2 separate regions of the Gossypium hirsutum genome follow, and region 2 is linked to region 1. The links are chromatin contacts, called in public Hi-C maps. All regions are on one chromosome and are shown on one strand. Each heading gives the region's core, a stretch centred on a gene start, on an enhancer-like site or on the middle of the called end of the contact. The rest is flanking DNA. Distances are from core to core; before and after follow the strand shown. Region 1 holds the start of LOC107953709. Region 2 holds the start of LOC107950735 (protein transport protein SEC31 homolog B).

Region 1 (4,582 bases), core at 1,684-4,183:
AATATTTCCTAACCCGATATATCATTGTACCCAGCTCCGAGGCATAACCTGGATTTTACATGAGTTTCATTTCATATCAAACCATGGTGATCGAATTTGGTTGGTTAAGGAAGGCATGAGATCGACATGTATTATCTATTAAGGCTTATCTTATGGATTAAAGTAATGATTTTATTTGGAAAATAAGGTTGTGTCTTGGAATATATTTTGGAGGATTTTATCTTGAATTATATTGCACCAAAATAGAGTATTTATCTTTACAAAATCTTATTTGGAAGGCTACCTCAATTGGCCTATAAATACGCAGCTTATTCACGTGAATGGATGCACCTTTTCGAAGAGTGTTTCATGTTGATATCATTGGGATCTTTGCTATGATGTTTCTTGTATTTTACACTCATATTATAGGCATTCTTTGAGAGGATTTATATCTGATTGTAAGTGAAGTTTTGGGTGAGTGGATGTAACAAGTTACGACTAGCTATTGAAGCTACAATTACTTATTTGTGTAATGGTAGATTAGGCTTTAACCAATAGATTGTTAGATTAATTGTTGAATAAATCATTTACTAAGTAAGACTCCACAAAATAGGATTGTTTTCGAATTGCGTAAATAAACCTTGTGTGTTTATCTCTCTTTACTCTCCTTATCTGTATTGTTTTTATTTCTGTTCACAACCTTGTCCAAAATCGTGTTTGAACTAGTTGTTTAGAGAATTGTTTGAAAAAGAAGCAATCTGTCTATTTATTTTCAAATCTCTTGTGCAAGGAAATGAATTTTTTATTTATAATCTTGAACTTCTTGAATATTGATTAAAAATTTAGCATTTTTATTTAGAAATTATTGTTACTAGTGTGATTATTATGAATCTTATGTTTGAAAATTGATATATTGCATTCTAGTAACACCAAAAAGCACTTAAATGATTTTCTTTTACTTGTTATATATCGGTTTCACGAAAACTTTTTCTTTTAGTTATTGTTTAGTGTTATAATAGTCTTATATTTAACCCATATACATTGGTTTATCAAAGGTTAATATTATGTATTAATTTATATGACTTTTATAAACATTTTAATTTTTTTAAAAATTAACCCAAAATCTAAATTTTCTAATTTAACCCCGCCTAGACAAGGATATTGACTTAGATTTTGTTGAAGGTTGGATGGATCCAAAACAGGTAGCTACAAATGTCATGCTACACTAAGAGGAACTAAACGAAGCTGGAATCCGAATTTTGTAACTGGAGATATTTTATTTCTTGTAAATGTTGTTTAGGCTGTTTGATTAGCAACACAAAGGTAACTTCAGGAATTTACTGAAATCATCTAAAATGAATTAAGATCCAAGATTTATATGAATGAAACCGTTCATAATTTTGAGCTTAACATATTTTCTGTATCCCAAATAATTTATCACATTTGTCATTCTTGCTTAGATTTTTTGTCCCCTGATTTCTCAAATTAGGTATATATATATGATATTTTGTAATATGAGTTTTGGAATGTAATTCAATTTTGATAGTTGAATTTCAAAAATGTTGTTTTTGTTCGGCTATAAATAATTTGTTTGATTGTTTTTCATGAAATTATTATAAAATTAGGAGAGGAAATGATAACAACAAAGTCTGAACGTTGGTCTTTAAAGTGTCCAACCATTGTTATTGGGAAAATTAATAAAAACTGCTTTATATAATTCGGTAACCCTAAATATATGCTTTGTTTTGCTTTTATCTCCTAAAATCACCATACTCTAACCTTATCAATGAGAGTTATACATAGCATTATCGACATCTACTTAAAAATATAAATACTTGTTATTTTTTTATTTACTACAAACGTTTGGATATCTCTAACATACAACATACCTATTGTCATAGGAGTTTTTTAATCTATCAGCATCTGGTTTTTTACTTTAATCTGTGAAATTTTGTTTAGATTAATTAAATTTTTTTCCATCATATATGTGAGTAGAATGATTGAAATATTATTAATTTGAAGATTTTAAAGTTTATAGACTATGAATGACATCAATATAGCATCCAGAGCCACCAAAACAGCCTGCTTTGCTCTCAATGCCCTCAACAGCAGCCCCGCTCTTCTTATAATTTTTCTAATAAACGTCACTTTAATTATCTTTTTCATATATTATATTGTTACGTTGCGTCCGAATTATCCAAGTAAAGATTGTAATTATTTTGTGCTCATATTTTGGAATCTTGCAATTTCAGCCTAGTTATAGCAACCTACATGTGTCATATGTAGTAAATAATTTGTTATATACAAATATAAATATAAACCTTAGTTCTTTATTCAATCCAAATAAAACCCCAAAAAAATGCAAAATACATATTGATATCTTGTTATTCATACACAAATTCATGTAAACCAGAGAGGGTATAATCCATTTGAACTGCTCATTTATCTTCAGAGAAGAAATGGTTAATGGCTGGCATGACTTCAGGGGGACGTGTTCTTAGGAATTTACGAAGCCCATGTTCTGCATATTTTTCTCCTTCCTTATAGTTTTCTAGCACTGCTTGGCTACGATCAGATTTGTTGATCCTGCAAAAAATTAACAATTTTGAGACCCAAAAATATACTTGTTTACGTAAGAAAAATTATGATTAAAAAACAAAAAAGTACCTGGCAGCAGGATTTAAGAAAACGTTCCTTGTAAGCTGAAAGATACACATGCTAGTTACAAAGGCCATGGCTCCTACTAGAGGGTACACCTAAGAAAAAAAAAAGCCAATTAACCAAAGAAAATAAAATAATAAAATATAAATTATTCATTTTGTCCATACCTCTGGCTTCATCCAACGCCCCATAATGAACACTTTTTTCTTTTTTCGTGTGGTTGGTGAAAATAAACCTTGAAAAACTGTAGGGTGGATTTGTTTTGTATAGGCAGAATTTGGTGATTGAAAGTGCAATTTGAGTATTTATATGAAAAAGGCAGGCCAGGGAAGTTTACGATGGCTGGTTGGCTTGACCTGTATTTCAGTGGGCTACATTTAATATTTTGACTTAACCCTTAAAATGAGACCCAAAACCATGTGCTAAAGCCTATGGTTTTTTCTTGAGTTGATAACTTTGGAATATATTATCTTTTATTGCCTTATTGGCCTTGACTAATTTGGGTTTCTTTGAATTTAATGACTCTATAGAATGTTCCCAGTTCGTTTTTAGAACAAATCCAATTAGAACTTTTTAAAAAAAAATTAAATTTAGTAATCCCAAGGAACTAAGAAGATCATTTCCTTTCTTTCTTGATATTAGAAATTTCTTAAGGACATGGACTTTTTCTGTGTGGCTGTTCCAAATATACCCATCATTACAATCGGTTAATTTCTTAAGTTGCTATTCAATTAAAAAAGAAAATTCAACCTAAGCTTATCTCTCACATCTTTGATGACATTTATTATAGTATGAAATTAACAAATCAAATTATATTTGGACAGATTCACTATAAAGATCAAATTCATGCCATTACTTAATATCTTCTTCATGCGTTGCTTACAGTTCTGTTAGAAGCGTGGCCGTAAACATGACAGTACTAAGAACTCATTAACAACTCCATATCCCTCAAACAAAAGGGTGATCTTAGCTACACATGCCTTGCAATGATGTCCCAAACCCTACCAACTCAGATTTCACCTGCAATGTGTAAATGTATATACCTACTCTTGTATTGCATGAGTTCGAGTTAAGAGAGGACATTGGTTAAAGTTTGCACCCCAATGCTGCTTCGGCTTCAGAAAGTTAAAAAAGTTTCATATTATTGGGCTCTGCCTGTGCTCATCAGGGTGTCTGCTCAGATTGATAGCTCCATTAGAAGTTTCTTAGTTGGTTCAGTTAGAGAGAGAGAAAGGTCTCAACTGTCAACCATGAATGGCCCCAATTCAACACAAAGTACCCAAACCTAACGGCTATACCTGATCCTGTTCCAACACAAAATATTTACATACTAGTATATATAACAAATGGTTTTGCTTTCTTTCGCATTACACTATGACAAACAGATTTACATTCCACTAATTAGGAACTTTTCCCCCCTAAGGCCTTAAAAATACAAATGCAATGCAATGATATACAAAAGTAACGGAAGGAAGGGCATGGTTAGAAAGTAGTACCAGCCTCCTTCCTCAGTAGTCATCAGTTCGACAACCATCTTCCTCTCATTGCTCCCCGCACCTTCTACAGAAACTGCAAGTTGCAAATCAACATTCTTCAATGATTATTGTCCTACACATTACTTTTCCAAGTATGTTTATCTGATTGGTACATGCCCATTTCATAATCATAGTTCTTTAGTTAATCCATCTAATGGACACATCTCAATCAAATAAAGGAATTGTTTTACTTGAATCGGCATTCCATTTGAGTACCATCATTGAAGGCAGTTTCTTCAATCATACTCCACTTAAAATCTCATCTCTACCATCTCCATCACCTTCAACATTGCATCCTAATTCACAGATCACATGACCTCATTCTTCTCATCTCCTTCACCATAACTGCCAAAATTTCAAGAAAACAGCAATCATGTAAGAAACGTGGTCTTGCAAAATACAACATT
Region 2 (4,164 bases), core at 1,275-3,774, 290 kb before region 1:
CTGCTAAACTTAAATGACAAGACAGTAAGTCCAGAATCCATTAATTTCCTCACCAGTTGTCCCATTATGAGAAGTTGAGGCCAGTATATGTTGGACCTTACTGTTCCAGGACAGATATGAGATTTCACCTTGAGCAGCAGAACCACTACCCTGCATGAAGGCCACAAAAAAACTATGTCAGATACCTCCATAGTCCACAGGTTGTCTTTTTTGTTTTAAGTTTGAAAAAAGGGGAGGGGGGGGGATTTGAAACGAGAAAAGAAACAAGCAATGTTTGCTGCAGTGGAAGATATGGCAATTAGTGGAACAGCAAGGGGGTGAAATGTGTTAATCTTGATTCTATAAATGGCTCAGAATCAAAAGACAATGGCCATGCAATACTTTTCCACAGTGAGCAGATAGATGAAGGAAGTTTACAATTCAACAAGCTACTAATGATTGCCACAGACCTTAAGAGGCGGAAAATGAGACGGTTGTGCAGGTGCTGACAAATCCCAGATGCAGATTTCACCATCATCAGCCCCAGATGCTAGTAAGTTTGAAGCAATGGCATTGAACTCGAGACCACGAACCTAAAAGTATGAGGAAAAGAAAAGAAGAAATATACCATGACATCTTCAAATGCTAGATGATAAATATCATATATGTCAAAAAGCTAGAGGATTTATTACACGCATAGACACACACAAAAAAAAAAAAGGAATAAAGGAAACTCACAGGTCCTTTGTGTCTAGAAAGACGTCCAACAATAGCTTGTTCACTTGACATAGAGCTGAAGAAATTGTTATGTTTAAACCAAATTATCATGTTGTTTCAAACCGAATAAGACAGTGCTAATGTCAAAATAAAAATCCCAAAACAAAATGAGATTGCTAAAGGAAATACAGAGCAATAAATACTAATAATTGGCAAAAAAAACATAGGAAAATGTGAAAGTAATCAATCCCAATCACCTAGAAAAACAAAGATCATAAATGAATAGATAAAAGAATTAAATATTCTATAACACAGGGTCTCAAATAAGAATCATTTTAATCATAAATTTTCTCCAAAAAAGATGATATTCTTTTCCTTCTAGTTCTTCGTCTCTAATAAATTACAACTAGATCCAGATTAACCAGCAACCCAATGCCAACAAGAAGAAGAGTTTCTGCTCAATAACCAAATTCTTTTATAAATGATCCAGTCAAACTAACACAGAACATTCAATGCTCATGAAACGTGAAGTAAAACTTGAATGTAGCCTACTAAAGACAATGCCAAGATCAGGCACAACAAATTACCAGACATTTTATCCAACTTATTCCACATGGCACAATAAAGCAAGCCATTAACAGTTTATGAGGGAATTAAGTTTCGAAAGCACTCAGTCAGAAGTCACTTTCAACCAAACACTCATCAAATCCAGTTATAATAAGTAATCTAGAACTCGCGAATCATGGGCACATTATTACAATATCAGATCATGAAAAAGCTAGCCTCGAAGTAAAGAAGCCCAAAAACTTGAATAACCACTTGCTGTAGATAAATAACAAAAAATACTAAATTAACACAAGACAAAAACGATTATTGGAAATCCATATAAATAAACGCGTGAATATAAATTTGATAAGAGATCAGTACAATCCCAAGTAGATGGAAAGCAGTCACAATTTTCCCATCCAAACAAACATCATACACTTAAAACCTGCAATATAGCCACTTGACTTATTCTAGTGCCCAATTCTTTCACTACATGTCTAATTTAACCGAAATTTAAAGTAAACTAGATTAAATCGACCGATATGTACATTTTATAGAAAGATAAAAAAGAAAAAAAGTACCGTATCAGGTTTGAGGGGTTCCAAAGATCGATATTGCCATCAACGAGTCCACCAGCAATGAGCCCGAGTGAAAATTCATCGGAACCAGATCCGTTCTTGCCCCAAGCGAGGCGGTTAAATCGCTCTGAGCTGGGGCACTCGCCTACCAAAGGAAGCTCGCGATCATCACTCAGGAAATCAAACTTGAATATCTCGAGATTCGCGGATGAGCTAAAGGACATATCCACCGCCCCAGCCATTGTCCCCGCTGCCATGTAGGGAGCGTCCGGCGCCATTGCCACTTGCGCCGATCTGTTCACCCCTTTTATACACGCCATTAGATTAAAGGCAAATTTTACACTACGTTATCCTCCCAAAATACCTATCAAATAATATATCGATGCCGCGAGAAATAAACAAAGACCGATAGCAATTATCGGCACATATGTGAATTGATACGGAAGAAGCTCAAAGAGAGATATGATTTGGATTAATATGGTGAGAATTTGAAGGATTAGGGTTTTGATCTAATTTCGGGAATTCAGAAAGAGGGAAAAAAACACTGTGTAGCGAGGTTTCCTTTTTTTTTTTTTTTTTTGAGGGGGGGGGCGATTTTCTGAATTCTGTTTTCTCTTTCGACTGATTGATGGAGGAGAGTGGTAAAGTGGTAATTTTATGAATGGTTTCTTTTTATTTTGGTTTTGTGCGGCCGCTGCTGTGGTCGTTTTTATGTTTTGTTCGAGTAACGAATGTCTATAACTCGGACAAAGGATGGAACTGTGAAAGTGCAGATGATTATAGGATTAATTCCACCAAACGCCTATAAACTTTCTTCCACATTTTAAAATAGTCCTAAACTTCATTCAAATTGAAATTTCAAAATATCAAAATTGTATCCATCAGCTTGTTTTTCAATTCTAGCCATCAATTTAAATGTTAAACATCAATTTGAATGTAACATGAAACATATTTAAAATATATAAATAAGAGGATAATGCGCTTCAACGCATTTGAACTTATGTCTTCCTACATTGAGAACAATGTCGATGACAATCAAACTAAGATAAATATGTATATATAATATGATCCACATATTTTAAATATCCTTCTTGCCAAATTTGAGCTGACAATGATATTTGGTTCAAGGAATGTAAGATGAATGTCGGGTATGTTACTTACATTGTCCTATTTAAATCATTTGGTTAAAATATAAGATTATGTAGAAACATGTTTTATTAAATTATTCTTGTTATAAAATTTGTTTATTTTAGCAAGTTTAATTCTTTTAATGTTTTTTAATCTCAGAATTTCATAAAATTATGATAAAATTTGATTTTTTATTATAATTTATATATTAATAAGTAAATATATGATGTTGAAATAATTTCATAAATTATAGTTAATATACTAAAAAAACTTTAGAGTGAATATAATAATTATAACTTTTAAGTATGACATCTATTGTTTCGCTATTAAGAAAAATAAATATACTTGTTTTTAATTGGATTTAAAATTTTTTTAAAAAGGATGAAGTTGGTTAAAATAATAAAACTAAATGATAAATTGATCCAAATTAAAAAATATCGCCTATAATCTAAGATAACTTAAGGAATGGGTGGCATTAATATTACACTTTATATTACTAGATGATCAAAATGTTGAAAATTGAAATAATATAATCTTATTTCAAAATGTAAAATTATAAGACATAATGTTACATTCGGTGAACCACACGCATCCTTAATGGTAAAACTAATTATTAATACAATGAAATATATTGATTAATGTTATATTGATATTTAAAAGTTTCAAAATTTAGAGATTAAATTTAAAATTTGAGTATGACTCAGAGATGTATGATGCATTTAAGACTAATTATTAAGGATAACACGAGTGATACTTGCAGTGAAGAAAGACATTGGTTTTCCAGCACATCAAATCAGAACACGGCAAGGGAATCTACAATCTTTACCTTTGACTTTATCAACGCAAAAAGACTAAAAAGACCCTAGGTTTAGTGAAATGAAATCCGAAAAGAAAGGGTTCTGTCTGGTTTTTGGATGTATTTTTGTAGACTCTTTTTCTTCCTTAAGCGTATACTGTTAGTGGGAGAAATTTTGCTTAAAAATAAAAATTAAATTGTATATTTTAACGATAATAAAAATATAATTTAATTAATTTAATATATTTTTATAATTTTTAAAGAGTTATATTAAATTTTTATTATTTTTATTAAAGTGTAATTTTAATATTATTAATTAAAATTTTACTATTTTAGTAGGTCATGTCCCTAAGTCTCTAGTAAGCTTCGTCAGTGTATATTCTCTCATTGAAATGAATTTATTTATGTCGCCAATTTTAG

What was found. A called contact is a pair of places that touch in the nucleus more often than the background predicts.
Region 2: a contact with region 1 is called in a Hi-C map of leaf, with 1.5 times the contacts expected there. The contact joins the promoter of LOC107950735 here to the promoter of LOC107953709 in region 1. A contact is called at or near these places in 2 of 34 Hi-C or Micro-C datasets (both in leaf).

Annotation. Positions count from the first base shown.
Region 1 is chrA08:8,232,124-8,236,705 of Gossypium_hirsutum_v2.1, reverse strand. LOC107953709 reads right to left here and starts at 2,933. Exons shown (of 3, transcript XM_016889099.1): 1 at 2,808-2,933; 2 at 2,647-2,735; 3 at 2,290-2,565. The coding sequence starts at 2,831. The coding sequence ends at 2,418. LOC107950686 (pentatricopeptide repeat-containing protein At3g53170) reads right to left here. Exons shown (of 3, transcript XM_016885593.2): 3 at 3,130-4,520. The coding sequence ends at 4,477.
Region 2 is chrA08:8,517,994-8,522,157 of Gossypium_hirsutum_v2.1, reverse strand. LOC107950735 (protein transport protein SEC31 homolog B) reads right to left here and starts at 2,524. Exons shown (of 21, transcript XM_016885669.2): 1 at 1,824-2,524; 2 at 718-772; 3 at 450-572; 4 at 54-150. The coding sequence starts at 2,140.